4 separate regions of the Mus musculus genome follow, and all the other regions are linked to region 1. A link is a contact called in public promoter capture Hi-C data. All regions are on one chromosome and are shown on one strand. The core of a region is the stretch at or near the end of the contact, and the rest is flanking DNA. Distances in the headings are between cores, read along the strand shown.

Evidence for each region. Promoter capture Hi-C pulls out the DNA fragments that hold promoters and counts their contacts.
Region 2: a contact with region 1 is called in a promoter capture Hi-C map of liver, with 5 times the contacts expected there. The contact joins the promoter of Susd1 here to the promoter of Fkbp15 in region 1. A contact is called at or near these places in 2 of 39 promoter capture datasets (hippocampal neurons and liver).
Region 3: a contact with region 1 is called in a promoter capture Hi-C map of hippocampal neurons, with 4 times the contacts expected there. The contact joins the promoter of Ptbp3 here to the promoter of Fkbp15 in region 1.
Region 4: a contact with region 1 is called in a promoter capture Hi-C map of hippocampal neurons, with 3 times the contacts expected there. The contact joins the promoter of E130308A19Rik here to the promoter of Fkbp15 in region 1. A contact is called at or near these places in 4 of 39 promoter capture datasets (cranial neural crest, embryonic stem cells, hippocampal neurons and 1 more).

The regions. Positions count from the first base shown.
Region 1 is chr4:62,358,977-62,362,295 of GRCm38.p6, forward strand. It overlaps Fkbp15 (FK506 binding protein 15), which reads right to left and starts at 1,620. Exons shown (of 28, transcript NM_001045528.2): 1 at 1,394-1,620. The coding sequence starts at 1,446. Slc31a1 (solute carrier family 31, member 1) reads left to right here and starts at 1,725. Exons shown (of 5, transcript NM_175090.4): 1 at 1,725-1,867.
Region 2 is chr4:59,436,845-59,440,163 of GRCm38.p6, forward strand. It overlaps Susd1 (sushi domain containing 1), which reads right to left and starts at 1,789. Exons shown (of 17, transcript NM_001163288.2): 1 at 1,362-1,789. The coding sequence starts at 1,479.
Region 3 is chr4:59,547,600-59,550,918 of GRCm38.p6, forward strand. Ptbp3 (polypyrimidine tract binding protein 3) reads right to left here and starts at 1,765. Exons shown (of 14, transcript NM_178164.3): 1 at 1,549-1,765.
Region 4 is chr4:59,624,609-59,627,927 of GRCm38.p6, forward strand. It overlaps E130308A19Rik (RIKEN cDNA E130308A19 gene), which reads left to right and starts at 1,603. Exons shown (of 4, transcript NM_001015681.2): 1 at 1,603-1,883.

The DNA.
Region 1 (3,319 bases), core at 370-2,869:
TGGGTGCAGGCATTCCCAGGGGTCCCGGGAGAATGTGCTGGTCAGAGAGAAATGCAGAGCCACTCACTGGGTGTCAAAAGATCTTAAGTACTGAAGACCAAATAAGAGGGGCTGGGTAAAGTGCTTATTGTATTGAGTTCAGATCCCCAGCAACCACAAAAAAAAAAAAAAAAAAAAAAAAAAAAAAAAAAGACAAGTGTGGTGATGGATGGATACTGGGAGCTTGCTGGACAACCAGTCTAGTCAAAATGGAAAACTCAGGTTCAGTGAGAAAACTTGTCTCAAAAACTAAAGTGGAAGTGTACAGAGAAGGACCCCTGATACTGAACCTCTGTCCTCAACAAAGATGTTCACAACATGCATACATGCATACATCTCTCTCTCACACACACACACACAATCAAAAGAAAGCCAGTCATCTTATGGTCACTCCTGTATTGACTGCCCAGTATTCTAGGAGACTAATCATTATTGGTAGGATGATGTGTCAGTCATTCTTAAGTAGGTTCATCACTATGCACAAAACTTGTAAAGCAGGCGTTCAAAGAAGGGCTGTGCAAAGATGTGAGCTTTGCAGTTAACAAGTCTGAAGGGAGACATGAGGTCCACTAGGACAACGCAAGGGAAAACACTGAGCTAATTATTAAAGGGGGGGGGTGGGGTGGATCTAGCCTGCCGTTAAAGACTTCTCTCCCAAGATGGCATATATGATGTTTGAAAGCAGAAGAAAACGAATAGTCTTTCCCATTGGCGTTACACCTTAGGGCTTAAAAAGCATAATTTCGCAGGCACTTCGTGAGCAATCAATGTGCACCAGGAGTTACTGTTCTGAGACCTAGACAGAAATGAGCAACCATAAGCAGTTCAGTCAGGGCTTAGATTTCAGTAGGTTCCATGTGCTAAGGCTTGTGGAAATATGGAAGATGAAGCAGACTATTCCTCCCGGGACTGTGAAAGCAAAGAATCACCAAAAAGGTAACCTCTGAAGTAGGCTTTGAAGGATGCCAGAGATGGCCCACCAGGTCCTGGTTCAAAGTGTCACCATCCTGTTCTCGGGGAAGAGAAAGTCTCTTGAGTTTACAGCTCGTATATTTATTATAGGAGCTGACTCCTATATAAACTCCGAGGCAAGCAGTCTCCCCAGCAATCCTCTCCATTTCACTGGAGAAAGTGTGATTCACAAAGCAAAAGGGTGTCAAGGGAGGTTCCAGTTCCTGAACCCAGACGGGCCGAGGTGACACCGCTACTCAGAATGCGAAGGCTGAGCGGTGGAACGCGCCGAGGGTCTGTCTAGACCCGGAAGTTGGGAAGCGGCCTGAGAAGAGCCCGACCCCTGCAGCCACCGCGCCAGTCTCTCAGCCCAGCGCTCGGGTCCCGTTCCTCAATCACTCACCCGCCGCTTGGCGAGAGGAAGTCGGTGTCATCCTCGTCTCCGGCACCGAACATCACGTCGGCTTTCGCCCAGCTGAAGGGAGGAGGAAGTTGGATGTTCCCAGGGCCTGTCACCGCCGGTAACGTAAAACGCCGTGGCGGCGAGCTGCTTTCCGGCAGGACAAACTCTCTCAGGGTAGTGAGGCCCAGAGGAGACCCAGCGGTGGAGGAGGTGGAGCAAAGGCAAATGAGGAGGTGAGCTCCCAGTGACGCAAGGCCTCACCAGCCCTCCGAGGAGGTGGAGTTCCTAGGTTCTGAGCGGTGATTGGTGGGATCACCCAGGGGGCGGGTCCAGGGCGGGAATCCGCGGCCTTTACTGCGGTCGTGGGACACGTCGAGCCGGGCAGTAGTGGCGGGGGCTTGGTAGAAGTCCGTACCGGACTAGGGGATCCAGTTCTGAGAGGAAGACTAAGGCGGCGGGGCTTACCCTGTGAAGGTAAGGTCACTCCCCTCCTTTTCCCAAACCCGGCGTGTTCGCTGTCCTTTTCCCTCCCGAACCCTGGACCCCCCGCAGCTCCCTTAAGCTGGGCGGAAGGAGAAAGAGCCCCGGACTAGAAGTCATGGGATCTGAGCCGAACAGTGGCAGGGATCTTACAGCGACATTGCTGTTATGACCTTAGGGCAGGGTGCTCGGTGCCTCAGTTTCCCCATCTACGCAAAGGACCGCGTGTCCAGTGTCTCCATATGCGCTTTTTCAAGGTTTTAAATCTCTGAAATCATCGAGTCTGATCCGGGTCTCTTCGTAATAAACTGATCTGCAGGCAAGAAGACAGAAGAACTAGCCACTTGGGTGACTAGTCCGAGGTCACACAGAGTGAAGAGCAGACCTGGTCCTTTGTATCAGGGTTTAGAGAGCTGATGAGTGAGGAAGCCTGGCCCTTAACTAGACTGTGTGGCATAGGACTTGGGAAAGGACCCTGTTTCTAAAGTCCAGATAAGAGAGGTCCAGAAGAGCTGGGATATTCGGGAGGGTGGATGATGGACGAGACTTTGAAGGTAGAAAGTCCTCAATCCAGTTTTGCTGAGCTGAGTTTTGTTGCCAAGGTTTTAAGTCAACATTGGTTGTCGCTGACTTTTCTGCCTCCAGTTTTCGCCCACTCTGTTGCATGTCTTTCTTCTATATTTCTTTGGTTAGCCTGTTTTGTTTTTGTTTTTGGGTTTTTTTTTTTTTTTTTTTGAACGATCTTGCTTAGCCACGCTGTGGCTAAGCAGATAGTGTGTCCCAGTGTCCATTTCCACAGTTCTCATTGGAGTTCTTTCTGGTTTTCTTCCCAGTCAGGTTGATCCTGTAAGTGTCCCTTTCCGGAATGTTTTAGTCTCTTCTGATGATACTAAAGAGATTGGAAGCTCTCTCCCAGAGAACTTTGTACCTCTTGGCACTTCCCCTGTGGGGCTTTTTATTACAGTTTTTGAACTACTAACTTGTAAGTCTTCTTGCCCACAGTGGATTCTCATTAATTTTTTATTAGATTGAATAATATAACTTAGCTTTGTTCCCTTGTTCCTTAATTTACTCTCGGTTTTTTTTTTCCCCCGTGCGACCCAAAGAGCCAAGCAGTGGCTCTTGTCTTTTATAGGTAGCTTCCAGAAAGATAAAAATGCTGTACTGGCTGTGAACTGTCTGGGTTGCTTGGTCTCTTTTGTTCATTGAAGGTGACTGTACTATTGTCTAAAACTCCAGGGGAGGGGGAAGGGGAAATAGTGTAGTTAGAAATATTATATGTTACTTACAATTTTTGTGAGTAAATTATTCCTGTTTATCTGAGGATAAGGCTGCTGGCCTGCTTCCTGTGTTTATTTTACAGATTAAGATGGTTAGAACAGTGAAATCTGACTGGTAAAGCAGTGATACACTGGAATCTGGGTGGTAGGACTGGAGCCTGTAGCA
Region 2 (3,319 bases), core at 539-3,038, 2.9 Mb before region 1:
CTCCTCCGTGTCCCAAATTCTAGGATTAAGCATGAACCACCACCACTCTGGAGCTCAGTGCTTGGCTTTATTAAGGAGATGCCAGAGAGAGACTGGGTGTCCTTGTATGTATGTACTGTTTGCCATCACTCCCTCAGTGTCCTACAATGGCTCCTGGTGGCTTCTCACCAGGAAGGAACAGTTAAACCCAAACACCATGCTCTCTCTGCCAGTCAAGATGAGACTGACTCCCTCTTGCCAAATCCAGTCTGTTTTCTCATCTCTAGCCCCTTCTGTATTCTGCGTCCTGCTTTCCCACGCTATCCCCAGTCTGAAATCCATCCATTACTCTGTTGGGCTTTTCGTTTTGTTTGTTTGATCACAGTGTTTCACACTGTAGATTAAACTACTCTGGAACTCACTATGTAGCTCAGACTGGCCTGGAACTCACGGCAGGCAATCTTTCTACCTATCTCACACATTGGATTCCTTTTTACACACATTTCTAAAGACCTCTTACTATGGAATGGGGCACCCCTCCCCTTTTCCGAAATCCAAGGAACCGCTCAGCTTGTCTCATGCATAATGGCTGCCCAGTAAAACACAGTTGTCCTCTCCTCTGACCAGTACACCTTCTCAGAGCACTTGACACGTTCTGCTATTATGTGGGCAGACTTCGCCTCATTTTCCTGTTTGAATCCTCCGTGTCAGGTAAATCCCACCACGCTCACTGGTCCCAATTTGTCTAAAACACAGACTATTTGCCTGCCTCTCTCCTTGGGACTATGAACCACTAGAACGCCAACATTGCACGGTTACATCTGACCCAGGGAAGATATTAAAGGACTTTCTACGGATGGATGGATGGATGGATGGATGGATGGATGGATGGATGGATGGATGGATACACAAATGCATGGATAAACAGACTAAATAAACGAATGGATGAATGAACTAAAGGATAAACTCTTCCTATAAACTTCCTTATTCTTCTTTACATTCTTAACATTTAGTTCTTCGTGGAAGTGAAAAATAAGGAAAGGGACAGGTGGTGGTGGGAGAGCCACTACAGGTCAGGAATTTGTCCTGCAAAAGCCAGGGAGACTGGAAGCTGTAGAACCAGCGGCTCGCCCTCCCACATCCTCCACGCGGCGCACCGGTCCCCCAAACCCCCACCCGAGTCCAGTCCCCACCCCACCCCCACCCACTCCGGGAGACGCGAGTTGGAGCAGGGCCGCCTCCACTACACACCCCACAGTCCCCGGGGCGGGCAGTCTGGCGTGCTTCTCGCCGCTCCGCCTCCATGATCCTTCCACGCCCCGACTCTGCGCCTCCAGATCCGGAGCGCGAAGCGTCCTGCGCGCCGAGTACCCTGCACTCACCTTCCGTGCCAGGCTCTCCGCTGACGCCGCGGGCTAGGCTGAGCAGCAGCACGAGCCGCAGCAGCCGCTGCAACCCGCATCCTGGAGAGCGGCGCGTGCCCCGGGGACCCCGGCCCATGCCGCTGGCTCCCTCCCGGCGCCCGCCACTCCCCGGAGGCCCCTGTGCAAGGAGATAAGGCCAGAGGCGCGAGGAAGGGGCGGCGCAGAGGCTTCCGGCGCCGGGTTGCGCCGGTCCCGGCGGGGAGCAGGGTCCCAGGTCCCCGGATCTAGGTGCGCCTGGTGCACCGGCTGCGCGCGAGCTGAGCCACGGGGAGAAAGCGGACTGTGCTAGGGGGGAAACATCGCAGTGCAAGTGTGACTTGTGGAGACCAGAGAAGTGCAGTAGCCACAGGAAAGGGTCTCTGACTGGACGGGTCAGAGAGTTGGGAGGTGGTGGCCGCCCGCGCGGAGGGAAAGAAAGGAGAGGAAACTAGTCATGGGCCAGTTCACCCGGGGTGCACATGCTGGAACAGGTGACAAAACAAAAGTTCCAGCTACTTGCTGGACGACGCCCTCCTTGGCACGTTAGGAATCGAACGGGGAGAGACACGTGGTGAGAAAGACATGGAAGACAGGACAACCGTGTATTCTAGAAACCGAGGGACCGTTTTAAGGTGGGGACAAAAGGTTAGAGAAATATATGGCAGAGTTAAAGAACTCTGCTCTGAGAGTAGGGTCAGCATCAGGGCGTGAGGGGATCCGGGAAGGGGCAGGTGATCCTCTGAATTTTGGAGAGAATCAGAAATGGAGTGTTCAGGGACAGAGTCCACCACGTCTTAAGATTAGTGCAATATTAGAGAAAGGACAATATTAGATCAAGGAGAAACTGTGAATGTCGCTTAGATCTATGCTTTGGGTGGACTGTGGTGGGAGACTGGGGAGCAGAGGGTTAACGTGAGTTAGGAATTGGGGTTGAGGGAGGCTGAGGAAGGAAGATCAGTTTTGTCTGTGGGGCCCGCCCAAGTGCAGGGGGCACTCCCCACTTCAGCAGGTACCCTCATTTGCTTTCTCACCGGTGAACTAGCCCTACCTCTAAGGCAGGCAAATACACCCATATAAGGGCTGAACTTGGGCTGCCTTAGGAAGAAACCGTTAAAATAAACTTCCTAGTCTCTTGTAACAAGTTTTCTTGAAGATTATTTCTGTCCAACAAAGAAAGAAGCCTGCTTTGGGAAGTAGTAGAGCACCATGAAAGTGTGAACATGTCTCTAGGTGTTTGGGCAAAACCAGTCTCCAGGAACCCTCACAGGTCATTGCACAAATCCACTGTTCAAGACATTTTTAAAACAACCTTTATCTCTACTTCTCATGCCCTTCTGCAAAATAAATATGTATATATACTTTAAAAAAAAACATGATGCATGAAAAAACAACTATCCAAGACTTGGACATGGGAAGGAAAATTACTGGGTGTCTCTTTCAGCATGCATGGGAGTAAATGCTATCTAACCCACTTTCCGTGGATTATTCAATTCAAAAGTGTACTTTTATGAATGTCCTACTGACTAGGTTTGTTTGTGGCTTTATAAGAGTATACGTTAACTTAAATAACCCCGATGACAATATTATCAATCAGAGCTGTCTGTCTGTCTGTCTGTCTGGGGTCCTTTACCTGAATAGAAAGAAATCCTGAGACCACAATGGCAGTGCATGCCTTTAAGCCCAGCAGTCAGGAGGCAGAAGCAGAAGGATGTGAGTTCCAAGCACCTTGATCTACACTACAAGTTCCAGGATAGCCAGAACTACGTAGGGAGAGCCTGTCTCAAAATAACAAACAAAAAACTCTGAGACAAGCAGAGAGGCTTTTCTGGCTTTGGTGCCCTCTAGGTCATAGGTCTAGAGAGCCTGTGGGCTGGACTAAGGGACGGTGATAACTAGGGGCCTATTGCTTCATGCTTTACAAGCCAGAGACATGACTA
Region 3 (3,319 bases), core at 515-3,014, 2.8 Mb before region 1:
TTCTGGATCAGATAAACCGTAGATGCTGAATAAGGGTGACTATTCCTAGTCACCCTTGCCCCCCACCATTGCGCTGTGGGGGAGGAGCTTGCACTTCACAGTGAAGAAGCGAACAGTCAAGCCCTTTAAATCTCACCACACAAAAAGCTAACTTGTTTCCCCACACCCGAAGTTGAACCTTCTGAAGACGAACACTTCATAGCCCTTCCTGAACTGATATAATGGCACTTATGGCATAAATCACTGAAAGTTATTTCACACGTAAAATGAATCAGAGTCGGGTAATGAGAAGCCAATGCTCAAGGTGAAGCGTTCGCTCGCAAAGTAGCTCCCATTAAATAAAAATACTTTAAAGAGCATCACAACCATAAATCAAAATCTAAAATTGCACTTTGATATCTGCAGCAGTGTGCAATCTGCATTCAAATGAGATAAACCATATATCACAATATTGTGAAATTAAGATAAACGAAACCTAACGAGGGCAAAAATTGTAAAATTCTAGTGTCCTCACTTAAACACGTATGATCAACTACGCGGCAAGTTACTAAATGTATTTTACTTTTCAAACAAGTTATATGCTCCACCATTCCGCAGTTTATAGAATCCTTGTCAACAAAAGTCGGCGGGGGAGGGGGTTAAGGAACAACTCAAACGGCAAAGGTTTAAATAAATAAAAGGTGGAATTTCTAATTGACTTGGAGTTGTTGGTGGTTTTTTTTAATCTTGACTATATGACCCTCAATTCACGCTTTTTATTAAAATACATCAGGTCCTGCCCCATGTTCCAGAGTTCCCAGAGAAATTACGAGCTCGGAAAAGGTGACTGTAAATCTTTTTTTTTTTTTCTTTTTTCTTTTTTTTTTCCCCCTTTTAGTCACAGACCCCATTTAAACCGAGCAGTTGAAAGCGCCCGGAAATCTACACTTACACAATATCTGACATCGCCCGAGGCGAATTCACGAAGTTTCTTGGGGGTGGGGAACGAAGAGGAAGCGTCCCTGGTGATAAAGTGCAGACGCTCGGTATTTAGAAGTGGTTAACGTATCTCACAGCCCAAATCGGGAGACCCCGCCGGTTCCGAGACCCGCACGGGCCCGCAGTTCGAGACCCGGTCGCCGCCCAGACGGCTGTCGCCGCTCGCCCGGGCCCGCCGCCGGGGGAAAGCTCCGCCGCGCGCCCCACCCCACCGGTAAACAGCAACTCCCCGAGCGCCGCGGCCGCCTCAGCCTCCGCCCCCGCCAGCGCCGCGCACCATTTTCTGAGAGGAAGTGTGGGGAGTCCGGCCCGGCACCCCGGCCCTGGCTCGTCTCTGCTTCCCGAAGGCGCCCCGAGGCTGCGAGGGGCGGACGTGACGGGGGCGCCGCGCGCAGGAAGCGGAGACCGCGGCGGACAGACCCCCGCGCTCCCAAGGTCCCTGCCGTCGGGCTTAGCCCCGGGCCGCTCCTCCGCTAGCCGGCGTCGCGCCCTGCTCCCCGGCCTCGGCGGGACGCGTCGCCGAGAGGAAACGAGGCCAGCGCAGCCCCGGAACGGCCACCCGGCACTTACCCATCCATGGCCCAGATGGAGGAGCGCGTTGTGCGGGGATTGACGGGCTCACCGCGGGCGGAGAAAGCGGGCGGCGGCTCCGGGAAACCAGCGAGCGGAGCCGCTCCGCAGCTCCGGCCGGTCAGAGGTGGAAGGAAGAGTGGGAAACAGGGGCGGGGACCGGGCACGCTCTCGCCAGCGCCGCGCCCCCGCCCTCCCGGCCCGCGAGCGCGTTCCCGCCTCGCCTGGCCCCGCCCCCTCGGCGTCGACGCCCTCCCGGGGCTCGGCTGGACTCCAGGGCGCCCTCTTCCCGCCTTCGCCTCTTTGCCCCGCCCCGACACCACCACCCCCGCCCATGCCTCCGCGCGCGTGCGCGCCCCCCGCCCAGCGTCGCGCCTGCGTTCGCGGGAACGCGCGCCTTGTGCTTCCCGCTTCGCGACTCGCCCTCCTACAAGCCCGCGGGCCTTCCGGCTCCCGGGACTCAGGCTTAGGGCCCTGAACGGTGCTGGCTAGAAAAGCCTGGGGACCCCAGGGAACTTTTGAAGCAGAGCAGAGTTACTACTGGCGGGCGACACTGCTGGCAGCACGGCAGGGGACCCGCGCGACGTCCACGGGGCAGGGGTGGACAGTGGTCTTTCCGGACCTGAGAGCAGCGACGGTAGCCTGTCCGCCAGACCCTGACCTCCGAGACCTGCACTGGACGGATAGGTGTGGTTGGGAAAGAAATGAAGTAGATGAGACTGCCCAGGACTGAAGTCCATCTTCACTTTCACACGGTTTTAATCTGAGTGCTTTTCTACCCAACAATCAAATACTAAAAGAAACTTTCATTGCATAGCTATTTAATGGCCATTACAATGCCAGTATTTTATAAGTTTATTTATTCATCCTTCCGCGGGGCGGGGCTGGGGGAGCCTGATTGGAAAGGATTAATGTTTTCCCAGGTACGCGAGAGATCTCCGAAATTTCACAGCCAGAAAATGTTTTGTTTGCACCAAAACCCTTTCCTCTAGTATGAGCAAAACCAAGTTACACGTAAAACGTAAAACAGCTATTTAGTACATATAATGTGTATAACTAGTGAGAACACACGTTCCCCCTCTTTCAAAGCACATCTACTTCTGAACGAACGGAATGCTTTTTCAATTCACAGATCATTGAAATTTGAGCCATTTAAGCCATGTCTTCAAAGTCTGCCCACACCATTTCAAAGGAAGTAACAACTTCAATCTCTTTCCTGATTACCTACTTTAAAATAAGTAGACACTTCTTTAAAAAAAAAAAAAAAAAAAAGTATAACCAGCTTGCAATTCAGGAAGGTCATTTTTAAAGAAATTTCAGTTCCCCTTTTCAAGAAGATGTCAAAAAACATTTTGTATGTTAAATCTAAACATTAAGTTTAGAAACATTTCCACCCTACATTGCCACATGGGATTTTAAAATAGCAACTTGGTATATAGGCACATAACTGTGCCTATAATTCCTACCTGAGTTTAAGGCTACCTTGAGCTACATAGTATGTTTCAGGCCATCCTAGGTCACAGAAAAATAAAGTAATAATAAAATGTCAGAGAAAAGCAGCGGACCAGGTGGTGATAGCACATGACTTTAATCCCAGCACTCACTCAGGAGAAGAAGGGAGAGGAGAGAAGAGGAAGGGAGAGAGAAGAGGAAGGGAGAGAGAAGCAGCCGATGGAGTGTTCTATTGCTGTATTTGAGGTATATTTTATAATAAATTTCCCTGTTTGTTTGTTTGTGTTTGTTTTTAGTTAGTTGCTTGGTTTTTCAAGAT
Region 4 (3,319 bases), core at 353-2,852, 2.7 Mb before region 1:
ACCATCTTATGAACTGCAATATCACTTCTCAGTAGGTACCTGAAAATGTGAGGCTGGAGAGATGGCTCAGTAGTTGCTCTTCCAGAGGACCTGGGTTTGATTCCCAACACCCGGGAGGGAGCTCACACCCATCTGGAATTACAGTTCCAGGACATTTGACACCCTCTACTGGCCTGGGAAGGCACCGAGGGCATCTCTGGCACAGAGATATCCATGCAAGCAGAACAACCCCCACACACATAAAAAAAATTACATTTTGTATCAAATTTTCTATAGAATAGTAATGTTAGTAGCACCAGTTTTGTAGCGTTCCTAGGACTAACTGAATTAACAACTTACTAAGTGCTTGGCACAGACATATCTGGGAGGTGCTATGAAAGGGGTTTTTAAACACACAGCCTTGTCTCAGTGGTGCCATGCTGTGTAGGTAGCTTTTAGTGCCTTGTGTATCAGAGCACCTCTGAGAGTTTTAGCTGTTACAACGGCCCCACTCCTGGGGTGGGATGAATGTGTAGATGCCAAAGTACAGCTCTGAGCTCAGTGAGTCTACTCTTGAGCCAAATACAAATGATGGCCAGCAACATGGATTCAGATTACCCTGGAAGACATGCTCCACTGTGGAAGTAGTTACATTAGCTTTTATTATTATTATTATTATTATTTACAGAAAAAAGGAAGTCATAAAATCAAGGCAATTACCAAATGGCAAGGCCTGCAGGTTGGTGGATTACAGCAAAGTGGGCCAAATTTACAAGTTTCAGGTACTGATGAGATTTGTAGCTTTTGAATCAGTGGAAGCTAGAGGTCAGCTGACAATACATTTCTTCCTTCTTTTTACTATTACTACTACTATTATTATTAGTGGTCGTTTTGCCAGCATGTACGTCTGCACCGCTCTGTCGTACCGCGGGGACTGAACTCCAGACTGTTGTGAGATACTGCCGGGAATCAACTTGGTGTTCTGGAAGAGCAGCCAGTGCTCTTAACCACTTTTTTAGCCACTGCTAAAAAAGACATATTAAAGAGTTTCCTAAGGTCATGAGGGTATTAAGTTTGATGGGTAGGCAATAAATAAATTATTAAGGCGTGTAGAATCTTTAACACCTTGCACTATTCTTTATTTTTTTCCCTGGGAACTCCAGTTTATTAGATGTGTGTGTGGATGCGATGCGGTGGGACATTAGGACACTATGGAGTAAGTACACTGCGGGTCCCAGGCCACCCGGCACAACTCTGTCTGAGGTGTCACACACCTCTAACGCGATCAAGCTCTGCTTACTTCAAGTGTTTAGGCTGAAGTGCGCGGAGGCCAGGACAGCGGACACGCGTGGAAAGTGGCACAGACCGTGCGTGGGTTCTGTACCTGTCGGAGCGACGGGGGCCGAGCTCGGCCGGCTCCGGGCTGCTCGCGTCGCTGACAGGAGCTTGGCCCGCGCCCCCTCAGGGCAGCGAGCGCCGCGGGTCGAGCGCCTTCCGCGGGCGTCGCTACACACTTCCTGTAGGTCCCGCCGCCTGAGGAGCGCTTCCGGTGCCGGCTGAAGCTGGGGTCCGAGCCCCCGCCCCGCCCCTCTCCGGCCCCGCCCCGCGCGGCCCCGCCCCCGCGCTCCAAGCCGGGCGCGCGGAGCCCGGGGCGCACGGAGCGGCGCGCGCCGGTGGCCGAGCCAGGCTGGCGCCTGCGCCCCCCCCTCTCATCGCACCACCGCCGTCACCCGCCGCGCAGCCCGTGGGGCGCCCTTCCCGGTTCACCGACTCCGGCCCCGGGGCCTCCGGCTGTGGTGCTGCCGCCCTCCGTCCCGCCGTCCCTCCCCGTCCAGCTCGGGCCGCCGGGCTCCCGCAGGCCCCACCGCCCGCGTTCCTATGGACAGACGCACAGACACCTGCAGGTGGGTGAGAGCCCGCGCGGGGCTGGGGAGCACGCGGGCGCGGGGCCTCTTTGTGTGTGGGCGGCCGCGCCGTGACCCTCAGAACCTTCCTTTTGTCTGCTCCGGGCCAGCGAGGCGGGAGGGCGCTAGGGGCGGAGGGGTCTGCGGGCGCAGAGCGGGGCGCGCACCGGTTCGCGGCCGGCGGCGTCTTGGCGGGGACTGTCGGTGCGCCGGCGTCCCCCGAGCTGGGCAGGAGGGCGGGACGGAGGAGGAACGGTCTGCCTAGCTAGTTGCAGAGTCTGAGACACCTCGGGGCTCTGCCGGACTAGCTTGGTTGTCCGGAGGTACCGGGAGGTGCGTGTGGGGCGTGTAAAGGAACGTGCGGCGCTTTGCTCCCTTATTTATTGTTTCTAACGGAGGAGGGCTTTCTCCCAAAAGCTCCCCCCAATCTGAGGCTGCGCACAGTGATTTGGGTTTGTTATCAAATAGATCAAGAAACCTAGTGTCCTGGAGAGAGGAGGTTGAGCTGACCAGCAACAAACACATCAGATGAAACAAACAAACAAACAAACAGACAAACAAAAAATGTTTGTGGTTTTCTTACGGCTGACTTTAATTTAAAATGTTAAAGGTCAGGCAGTGACTTAAATGGAGAAAATCGAACATGGCTGATTTTTTTTTTTTTTAATATTTTTAAAGAAATTGTTTTGAAGTTGTGGAGTAAAGTTTTTTCTTGTGGTCCTTAGGATTATCACCGATAGAGTAGTCTACCTACTAAACAGTTAATTGGAGTGTCATGTAGTGACAGCTTTTATGGTAGGGCTTGCATTAGAGAGTAAAACAATGATAGTCTTTCCATGCAGGCTAAAACCTTTGTTTTCCGTTTTAAGATAGGAGATTTTTTTTTTTTTCATAGCATATGAAGAGAACGTGATGTTAGAAGTGATTTTTCCCAGCGGTATTTCCTTATTTTACATGATACATTTATTCCTTACATGCGTACAAACCAAGGGTAGGGTTGTTGTACGTTAGATATAGTGTTTTGAAAGGTGGAAGGTAGTAGCTCTGTTTTTTCTTATTTGATTAGCTGGCTTACTTCGTGAACAGTTGCTATGTGTTCATAAATGATCAAATAATAAATGAAGTACATTAAGCATTCATAAAATTCATTTCACAGACTCACGTTTCTATGTAGGTATTGGGTTATGCACTATGTTAATCTGTTTGTTCCTCACTTTTAGAAACTTTATTTTTGTCTACTGTGAGAATTCATATTGACATACATAAGTCTGACTGTTACCGGGAAATGGTTTTTGTTTTTAATAGTTTTGAGGAGCACTAAACAGCCATTTGGAGAAAATGGAAGATTCCTTTAAAAAGAAAATCTAAATTTGAAGGGAAAAATACTATGGTATGAAAGCTCCTTAAATTTCTATTAAGTTGTTAAAATTTTAAGA